2 separate regions of the Muntiacus reevesi genome follow, and region 2 is linked to region 1. Evidence: chromatin contacts called from public Hi-C data. All regions are on one chromosome and are shown on one strand. The core of a region is the stretch at or near the end of the contact, and the rest is flanking DNA. Distances in the headings are between cores, read along the strand shown. Region 1 holds the start of TMEM260 (transmembrane protein 260). Region 2 holds the start of NAA30 (N-alpha-acetyltransferase 30, NatC catalytic subunit).

The links. Hi-C and Micro-C count contacts between places; a contact is called where the count stands out from the background.
Region 2: a contact with region 1 is called in a Hi-C map of blood, with 2.5 times the contacts expected there. The contact joins the promoter of NAA30 here to the promoter of TMEM260 in region 1. A contact is called at or near these places in 2 of 3 Hi-C or Micro-C datasets (blood and muscle).

Annotation. Positions count from the first base shown.
Region 1 is chr7:66,400,974-66,406,180 of mMunRee1.1, forward strand. It overlaps TMEM260 (transmembrane protein 260), which reads left to right and starts at 3,738. Exons shown (of 17, transcript XM_065940233.1): 1 at 3,738-3,785; 2 at 3,787-3,913. The coding sequence starts at 3,753. LOC136171550 (a long non-coding RNA gene) reads right to left here. Exons shown (of 3, transcript XR_010663892.1): 1 at 3,962-5,207; 2 at 2,974-3,167.
Region 2 is chr7:67,135,503-67,140,776 of mMunRee1.1, forward strand. It overlaps NAA30 (N-alpha-acetyltransferase 30, NatC catalytic subunit), which reads left to right and starts at 1,676. Exons shown (of 5, transcript XM_065940238.1): 1 at 1,676-1,826; 2 at 2,104-2,866. The coding sequence starts at 2,105.

The DNA.
Region 1 (5,207 bases), core at 2,488-4,987:
AAAAAAAAAAAAAAAATCTACCTGCTAATGCAGGAGACACGGGTTCGATTCCTGATACAAGCAGATCCCATATGCTGCAGAGCAACTAAGTCTAAGTCTCAACTACTGAGCCTGTGCTCTAGAGCCAGGAGCCCCAACTACTGAGCCCACGTGCCACAACGACTGAAGCCTGTGCATCCTAGAGCGTGGGCTCTGCAGCAAAAGAAACCACAGAAATGAGAAGTCTGCCCACCACAACTACAGAGTAGACCCTGCTGGCTGCAACTGGAGGAAAGCCTGTGCAGCAATACAGACTCAGCAAAGCCTGAATAAATCAATACTGTAAAATTGCTGGTGAGGGTGGGGAGAAGAGGGAGCCCTCCTGCACTGTTGGTGGGAATGTAAGTTGGTATAGCGACTATGGAGACCAGTATAGAAGTTCTTTAAAAAAAACTAAAAATGGAGCTACCAGATGATCCAGCAGTCCCACTCCTGGGCATATATCTGGAAAAGTTGAAAACTCTAACTCGAAAAGATATCTGCACCTCAACGTTCATAGCAGCATTATTTACAACAGCCAAGACATGGAAGCAACTTAAGTGACCACTGACAGATAAATGAATAAAAAATCTGTGATGTACATGAATACAATGGAATATTACTCAGCTATTAAAAAGGATGAAATAGTGCCCAAAAGGTGGAGAGGATAAGGTAGACCAGACAGGAATCTTGAAACCTAAAGAACATGGTGGTCAGATCCTTGGGTGTCTCTTTGCTTCACGTAGCTGAGATTGGGTGCTAGAAAAGTGAGACTCCAATAGGACAGACAAAAAAAGCCTCCACCCCACAAAAACCTTCTCTCTCTCTCTGGTCAAAGAACAAGGAAAAGGTAATACAGATACATTTAGAAAGTAACTCTCTATGTAACTAGAAACCAAAGAAAAAACTGTGGCCTCCCCACCTCCAGTTGCTCCAGCAAAGGCTGAGTGGGGAACAGAGACTTCTACCCTTTCCAGATGCCCCAACACACCCACCAGGGTGATGTCAAAAAAGGCCAAGAAGAGAGCCAAAACTTCCATCCATGGCACCAGTGATGTTAACATGGGGAGACCAGCCTTCTGCCCCATCCAGCAGTAACGAGCTGCCCCTCTTCTCCCTGCTGCGGTGGTGTCAGACAGGACCTAAAGGAGATCCCTGGCCTGCCCCCTCCTCACTGTAGTGTCAGAGGAAGCTGCAGGGGAGCAGTCATGAGGCACTCCTACCCCTTCTCCTATCCAGGGAGGTATCAGTGGAACACAGGGGAAGAGCTGGAGCATCCTCTCTGCCCAGATAGAATGTGGAGCCCTTGAATGTCCATAGATGTGGATGCAGACCACAATGCCAGGAAGGCCTGGCTTTCTCCATGGATTTCAGACTTGCCTAGCCAGCCCCCACAATCACGTGAGACAACTCCCTGCAATAAATTCCATAATACGTATCTCCCTCTAGTTCTTCTCTGGTTGGATCCTGATACACATATTTTTCTGTTTTACAGTAGTAGCTGTCTCTAATGCAATGTGGAATGGAGCAGAACATACATAACAGGTAAAAATACTCCTGTATTTTATTAGTCTGCTGCAGGATAAGGTCCACCTCACTATCTCTCTTTCGTAAACAATTCTTAACATTTCCTGTTTTCATCCCTACTCTTCTTCCCTCCTTGGTTCCATCCCCTCCAGCCTCCTGTACATCTTTTGTTCCTCACTATTTCTCTCCAAATGCTCCCCTGGATTACCAAAAACTCATGTGACACTTCAATCCCTGTGTCTTCCTGCACTACTTCTCTCTTTCCCTTCACTGCCAAATTTCTTGCAAATATATTCTATTTTCCCTTTTCCATTTTCTCACTTCTTATTCACTGTTCCTTTGTTTCCATATCTATTAACCTCCTGACACTGACCTGTGGAACTTTCAAGGTTCAAGTACCTCCAGGTCATCAAATCTAACTATAGTAGGACCTGATTATTGATAGTCAATTGCTAAATCATGTCTGACTCTTTTGTGACCCCATGGACTGGAGCCTGCTAGGATACTCTGTCCATGGGATTTCCCAGGCAAGAATACTGGAGTGAATTGCCATTTCTTTCTCCAGGGGATCTTCCCCACCCAGGGATCAACTCACGTCTCCTGCATTGCAGGTAGATTCTTTAACTGCTGAGCCACTGGGGAAGCCCTTTATCAGCCTAGAGTTACTATTTAAAGTCTCAATAAGATTATCTTGGGAAAGAAGGGAGAAAGAGAAAGAAAAGTCTATAACCAAGGCCTGGTGTACTCTTATTATGTGGAGGGCTTGATAGAAGCAATACCGGGCAGAGAGGCCAGGGGTAAAAGGAAAGTCAAAGAAGTGTGCTATCGCTGATAGGAGAAACAATTTCAGGGTGCAGAGGAGTTCCCTGCCATGTGGATGGCTCCATAAGATAGCTCACAAGCTGGTGAAGCCACTTCATCAGAGTGAATAAGTGGGAGGGCAGCAAGGTGATGCCCATGGTGGGGAGTGCAAAAAAGATGAAAAGTCAGTCTTTTAAAAACCTCATCTCCAAAGTGACCTCCATCACTTTTGTCTTAGCCTATTGCTAGAAGTGAGTCACTAGGTTCTGCCCACACTCAAGGGTAGAGGATTTACATAAGGGAGTGAATACGGGAAGTCAGATTATGGGGAGCATTTTAGAAGCTGCCTACCGGTTCCCCAGGGACTCGAAATCCTGCAGAGAAAGCCTTACGGAGTACCTGAGAAAGACCAAGGTAATGCTGGCGCCATGTGTGCCAGTCTACACAGGTGTGTTAAGTCACTCTACGTTTGAGACGCTGTGTTCCTGTCAGCTTGCTTATAACACGTTTTAGACCATCACTGATCTTCAGTGTCTTTTGAGATGCATTCCAGGGAGGTATCCCACCTCCCCTCCCACTCCAAAATAGTTGCTACAATACTGTATAAAGTAAGCTTAAAGACCTTACCAAGAGTCCCCATTCTTTTTGGTGTTGCAGCCAACTGGAAAATGCAGTGACTTCATCTCATTTTCCACCGCGTAGTCAAAGCTTCACAGAAACACTCCTCCTCATCAATGTTGGAGACAATTTTATCATGATATAAATTATTTCTACTACCTCAGAAACAAGTTTTTCAGCTCATCTCCCAAGTTTTCCTCATGCTATAAGGGGGGAAAAAAGACCAATTAGCTTTCTTTAATCTCTCTGAAAATAACTCGGCGATTTAACAGTTAGCACACGGCCATATAATTACTCGCTGTAAACACGTGATTTCGGTGTTTGCTGACTTCCTAAGGCGCACACTGCGGGCTGGCGGGCTGGGGCCCCTCGTGCAGTTCCACCCCACACCTCAGGGGGAAGTCGCTACCCTTCCTCCAGTCCGCTTGGCGACCCGGCTCCCGTCTCTGTCAGACCCGACCAAGTGGCCAGGAAGTGGGGGAGGCCATAGAGACGGCGGCCCAGGCTTCCTCTGTTAAGAGAAGGCTGTCCCTTGTGATGCGCTAGTGGAAAGCACACTATAATTCTGAAATCCCCGAGCAGTCTGACGGCTGCCCGGGCCTGGCTCCCGCGAGACCCCGCGTTTTCTGCCCCCGCGCCGGCGCAGAAAGGTGCGGTCCGGTCCCACCCGGCCCGACCCGGAAGCCGCCGCGGCCGCCTAGTGCCGAGCTCGCCTCTCGCCCTGTGGGCTCCGGGCGCCCCGACTCCTGGGGCCCGCCGCGTCCTCCTTCCTTGGTCCCCTCTGGCCCATGGGTCTCCATGGCGACGGCGGGGGCCCGGCTGGGGGGGCGGGCAGCCCGAGCGGGGGCGCGGCGCGCTGGGGGCCTCCGCGGCGGCGTCGCCGTGTTCGCCGCTGTGGCCGCCGTGTTCACCCTCACGCTGCCCCCCTCGGTGCCGGGGGGCGACTCGGGTAATGTACTCTCAAGGTCGTCCCTCCCGTCCCCTCCCTGATCCTCACCGTTCCCACGAGGTCTGGTCAGTTCGCTCACTCCATTCTCCCCGCCGGGGCCCCCTGCAGTGTTTTGCGTGTCAAAACCAATCTCTGTGTTTTCATTTCTGTAGTTTTCCTGTAGTTCTGGTCTCTTGTAGTTTTCAGGCTTTCGAGGCAGGGCTGGTTGGTTTCGCCTGATGGGACTTAGCTGACCGCTCCACTTCTCCAGATCATCTTCCTTGGCCTGAGTTTTTGCTTTCCATGCCTTTTTCGTCCACAGATACCAGTGTTACTTACAGAGTCTTTGTCGTGTACCAGACAAAGGGCTGACGGGAGCCGCGAACAAGTTTCATGGAGAGTGTTGTAGTGCGGGCGGAGGCAATACACAAACTACTGAATAAACACAACGTATTGGGAGGAGAAGTTATTGGAGACAGTAAGAGGAAAATGTGATTGGTAGTGAGGTAGGCAGTGGCTCTATCCGGATGGCTAGTCCGGAAAGGCCTTTAATAAGGTGATATTTTAGCTGAAATCTGAACATTGAAAAGCAACCAGCCTTGCAGACTATTTGCGGGAGAATACTTAAAATAGTGGAAACCAGTTGCGGCTTAAAGCTGCTTCTATTGAGAAGCGTGAGTCGGGGGCTGTTTAAATCACATGAATAATCGTTGCGTGTTTGGGATGAGAGGCAGATGCAGGTTTTGGTTTGTTGTCAAACTGATCATCTAATACTGCCTAATAATGATCAGTAATTTTGTCAGAATGGTACTGAAACTTTGAGTAGTGAATCTATAGACTGAAAAAAACTGAGCACCTTAGTTTGTGCATAGCAGAATACCCCCAAATTAAGTGGCTTAAAACAACAAACGGTTATTCTCTCACATGTTCTGTTGATCAGGAATCTGGGTACAGTTTAAGTGGGTGCTCTTATCCAGTACAAGTTTGTTGTCCTGGTTTGGGCTGGGGTGCAGTCAGCTCAAAGGTTCAACCTAACGAGGATTAAATTCTAAACTTCATCCAGCTCTTTGATGTGGGGGGTCACACAGAGAGAGAGATGGCATCTCTGCCTACAGCTCTGTCATTTTGTAACCCAATCTTGGCAGTAGCAGACCACTGCCCTGTTTTATTCTTGGAAATGAGTCAGTATGTCCAGCCCACACTCAACCGGCAGAAGGTTATCCAGTGAGAATACTGAAATTTTGGAGTTTTAGAGGCCGTCCTCAAGGCAGCCTACCACATTGAAGATCCCTGAATATCCTTTTACACATCATTA
Region 2 (5,274 bases), core at 426-2,925, 730 kb after region 1:
TTGAGTCTTAGTTGTGGCACACCAGACCTTCATCATGGTGCCTGGGCTTCTCTCTAGTTGAGGCAGGAGGGCTTAGTTGCCCCTTAGCATGCGGGATCCTATTTCCCTGACCAAGAATGGAACCAAGATCCCCTGTGTTGGAAGGTGGATTCTTATTCACTGCATCACCAGGGAAGCCCTATAAATGTATTCCTATACAAACCAATAAAAGAGTTAATAAATACACATAATATATTTACGACAGTGCCTAGCCCAAGTAATACATTATGTTATTGCTATTATTATCACTATAGGTTGACCTAGATTGTTGTTGTTTAGTCTCTGAGTCGTTTCTCTTTTGTGACTCCTACCAGACTCCACCAGGCCCCTCTGTCCATGGGATTTCTCAGGCCAGAATACTGCAGAGGGTTGCCATTTCTTTCTCCAGTGGATCTTCCCAGTCCTGGGATTGAACCCACCTGTCCTACATTGACAGGTGGGTTCTTTACCACTGAGACACCTGGGAAGCCCTTGTCCTTCTAAATAGGTGAGAGTTTTTCTTTAACATCTTTAGTGACAAGGAACCTAACAATTTTATCCAACAGCTATGCCACACTGTATCCTATTTTTTTAGTTTAGATTATGGCAAAAATTATAATCAGAGAATTATATCTCTGAAAATATTCATCTATTGCACATGTGCCCAACTCTACTTTCAGCTTAAAAAACTTAACTTGCTCCGTGTGCTGGTGCTTCACACTACCTGCGCTCCTCTTAGAACTGAACTTAGGGCTGAATATCGCGGCTGTGGACCAGAGCCGAAAGAGCAGAGCCTAGCGCTCTGGCGCTGGGGGCAGTTCTTTTCCCTCTGCGTCCGCACTGGCAGATCACTTGGCAGAGGGGGCAGAGCGGGGCGGGGGAGGTTCAGGACACCTCTTGGCCGGTGCTTCTCACCTATCACCATTCGGTTTACAAGTTTAGGAATGTGCTTCTTAGCCATTGTCATTCTCTTTCAACATCTCTAATTCTTCCCCAGGTGTGTTTACAGCTGCCGAACACCTGCTAATCCCATTTACTTCCAATCTTCCAGGGCTGGGTGAAAGGGATAAAGGAGGAGAGAGGAAAAGGACTACCTGTCAACTTTCTCTTGCCTCGAAGAGGCAAAGACTAAATTCACGTTGCGAACGAACCAGGTTTCATCAGTCATTCCATATTTTTCCACAGTTTAAACTTTTAAACTTTGTCTCCTTTTCGGGAATTTTTCCTCTCCTGATTGCTCCATTTTTAAGGGACACGGGTAACCCTCCCCCTACCCCCGGTCAGAGCAAAGGTTAAACGTCGTACAGCTGAGGAAAAGCATTTTTAGGAGACTGGTCCAAGGCCAGGGGAGCAGGCCCAGAGCGGGCGGGCTTTGCGGCAGCTTCGTGGGAGCGCCTGTCTGGCCCATCCTTCCCGGGCTCTGCAAGGTCGGAGGGCCAAGCAGCCCGCAAGGCCGAAGATAGTGGGTTAAGGGCTGGTGACTCCCAAGCCCTCTGCAACTTCCCTGCCCTACAGCCCCACCCACCAGCACGCAGCCGCCACGGGGCCGCGGGAGACACCTTCGCCCCTCCCCTTCACAGGTCACCTCCCTCCACGCCCCTTTCCCTCGGCCCGGCAGCCGGCAGGCAGGGAAGTGTCGTAAAGCCAGGCCCAGGAAACTTTACCCGGGGTAACAGCCGAGGCGCTTTACGGCGACGGCGGCTGAGTGTGAGCCTTGGCGGCGGCGGAGGCAACCGCGGCGGCGAGGGAGGCGGCGGCGGCTGAGGAGGAAGAGGAGTGGCGGCAGTGGCGGCGGGGACCTGTGCGGGGTGAGCTGCGCGGAGGGGACGGGGAGGGGCCGCGGGTGACAGGGCTGGCGGATGAGCGCGGGCGGACGGGGACGGTGGCCGGCTGAGCAGCTGGGCGGCGCTGAAGAGACGGGGCGGGGGGTGGCGCGGAATTGGGGGGCCAGCTCTGTTAGGGACGGTTTCTGCCTTTGTTTTCCACCCCCCCCCCACTCCCGCCGCCCCCCGCCCTCCGCTTCCTCTGCTCCGCGCTCGTCCGCCGGGTCTCATGGCCTCCCCTCTCGGTCTGTGTCGCCTCTAGGATGGCGGAGGTACCGCCTGGGCCTAGCAGCCTCCTCCCACCACCAGCACCTCCGGCCTCGGCGGCGGCCGAGCCCCGCTGTCCTTTCTCCGCGGGGGCCGCCCTCGCCTGCTGCAGCGAGGACGAGGAGGACGACGAGGAGCACGAAGGCGGCGGCTGCGGCGGGAGCCCGGCGGGCGGCGAGGCGGCGGCCAAGGGGCATCCGTGCCTCCGCTGCCCTCAGCCGCCGCAGGAGCAGCTGCAGCTCAACGGATTGATCAACCCCGAACTGCGGCACCTCCGGGCGGCCGCCTCCCTCAAGAGCAAGGTTTTGAGCTCGGCCGAGGCGGCCACGATCGCGGCCACCCCCGACGGGGGCCCCAGAGCGACTGCAACAAAAGGAGCCGGGGTACACTCGGGCGAGAGCCCCCCTCACTGCCTCCCCAGTAATGCAAGAACTGCGCTCCCCAGCCCGGCAGAGGCAGCGGCGGCGAGCGATCCCGCGGCGGCCCGCAATGGACTGGCGGAGGGCACTGAGCAGGAGGAGGAGGAAGACGAGCAGGTGCGGCTGCTGGCTTCATCCCTGACCGCAGGCTGCAGTTTAAGGAGCCCCTCAGGCCGGGAGGTTGAGCCGGGGGAGGATCGGACGATACGTTACGTCCGATATGAATCCGAGCTACAAATGCCCGATATCATGAGACTGATCACCAAAGATCTGTCTGAACCCTACTCCATATATACCTATAGATATTTTATCCACAACTGGCCACAGCTGTGCTTCTTGGTAAGTGGATGGAATGAAAAACGGGTGAACCCGGCAGAGATCCAGGCCGTGCGGGGCAGGGAGTGTGAGGGCTGGAATGTCAATGTATGTATTCTGCATTTCATAGTATGATACATGATGTAAAGCGCGTGTATACACTCCTACGTATTTAATGAAACCCTATGAAAGGTAAGACTTCGTGATCCGGGTCAACTTGATACTGATGTAAATGCAGTAAGCTAGTATGATGCATGTTGGGGGTCTCGTATCCTGTTTACACTAGCTTATCATCATGTTTAACCGTCTTTAATTATCCTCCCTCATCCTCAAAGCACTTTGCAATCATTTAATTTGCGCATGGTTCTGTTCAGATACAGGCATTATTAATCTCTCAATTACAGCCATAATCAGGGAAGAGTGTATGCATAAACATGTTTTGGTGAACATGATTGTCGGTAAACTTGCTGTGGCCACATTGGAGAATTAAATCTTACAAGCATATTCCGTAATTATGGAGATTGTTTCCTTTTACTTCAACAGGACAATTAGCAGTTGTAGCCAGCCTGCTTTCTGGTGCAGAGTTGCAGAAGGCGATACTAACACTTCTGGTGGTTGAAAAAGACTCCTGAAACTTGAGCAAAATAGCCTTTTTGGGAGTGTAGGAAACTAAGTGTGAAATTGTTACTAATCTGTAATTTTTTTTAAGAAGTTGGTCACAGGTATGTCTAAATGCTAGTACTAATGCTGGCTTGTGTGAAGTATAATTGACAAATTTCTTACTTACATCTGAGTAAGAAAGAATTGACTTACCAAGCAAGCTGAATATATATATGTAATTTAACTTACATAGTACTGGTAGTACCAATAGTTTCCCAATAATATTGACCAGTTTCGGTCTGTATGAGATCTTTCACCTAAATGTCGACTACAGGTGTGTGCTTTGTACCATGTGCTCACAGCATGTCGTTTCCATTGGATTTTATTGAAGAAAGGCAACATGCTTTTAATGAGTGTTTTATGATATGTGAAGGGAAAAGCCACTACCATTATTTACTGTTTAGAATTGACTTACTTTCACTTGTTAATTCCTTGTAAAATGCTCTGACCATACTTTAGAAATCTGTCTTGTTGATTCCGTAGCTTGGTGGTAATCTGAAAATGTAACCTCTGTATTGTTGTAATGGTAGTTGTGCTGTTTTCTGCATTCACTTGGCTAAACTTCAGTTTAGTATGTTTGTTTAAGCTGGGAACTATTTTATATTCTACAAAGCTACTCGTACAGGATTCTAACTGTTGCATCAAAGTAGAAGTTCTAAGACATGTCTGTGTCAATGAATATGGGAAAATGGTTTTCATAAGATTATAAATGTCATATCAAATCCCATTATAAGTGCTAAAGATTGTAGATTGATTGTAAGTTAACTCACAGAAGCATACAGTTTAGTTACACTTTAAATTGAAATGGTGTGTGTGTGTATTTTTGTTATTCCAGGAGATAGTTGTGTATGTATGATAGTCAACTTTTGAGTTCTGGTATTACCTCATCTTGTCTGCCATTTTAGACTGATAAACTGAATATTAGTAAACTTTAGTTTGATTATACATACACTCCTCCCAGTTCACCAGCTAATTGAACTTTAACCCTTAATAACTAATTTGTTTAACATTAAATTCTGACTATGTAGAAATAGTGATATACACAGTAGTTGACCTGTAAGATTTACTAATGCAAGTGTGAAACTGGAGTATTGAACATAAAACAATGGTTAAACAGTCAGACCATTTGGAACTGGGGCCTTTATATTGCAATTAAAAATTTTTGAATTTCTCATGAGAACTAATTTAAAACATATAAATGTATGTTTATTTCAAGTCATACCATTTAAAAACTATAAAGGATCCCAGATACAATCTAGGTTCAGCCTCTTTTTTTAATGAAAAAAATGAAAGACCAGAGAGACTTGAAATGTTCAAGTCTCCAGATATTTTGTGTCCAGAGATATAAAGCTGGAACCCAGGTCTCCTGGCCTCTCATAATGGAAACAGCTAAAAACTTGAAAAATGACATACTCTTTTGACTAATTCAGCCAAGATCCTGTGTCCCAAGTTATGCTTCGCCAAGAAATAGTTGTCCTTGCGAACATCAATCTCAAGAGACTAGAAGTCTCCAGAATATTCCTGGTTTCCTTAAGTAACCTGCAGGGATCAAAGGGAGTATGTAAGGTTGTTCCTTAGAAAATCACCAATCCTTGACCATATTTGACTAACAAAAATGATGGTTTTTAATGATTTTCCTAATAATTGTAACGTGAAAGTATGGTACCGTACAAATAGGAGGCACTATCATTTTCTCAGTTCATGGTATTTTCAGTTGCTGGTGCCTTTTTGAACTTCTTACCAGCGGTATTCTATAGTACTTCTGTTATTTG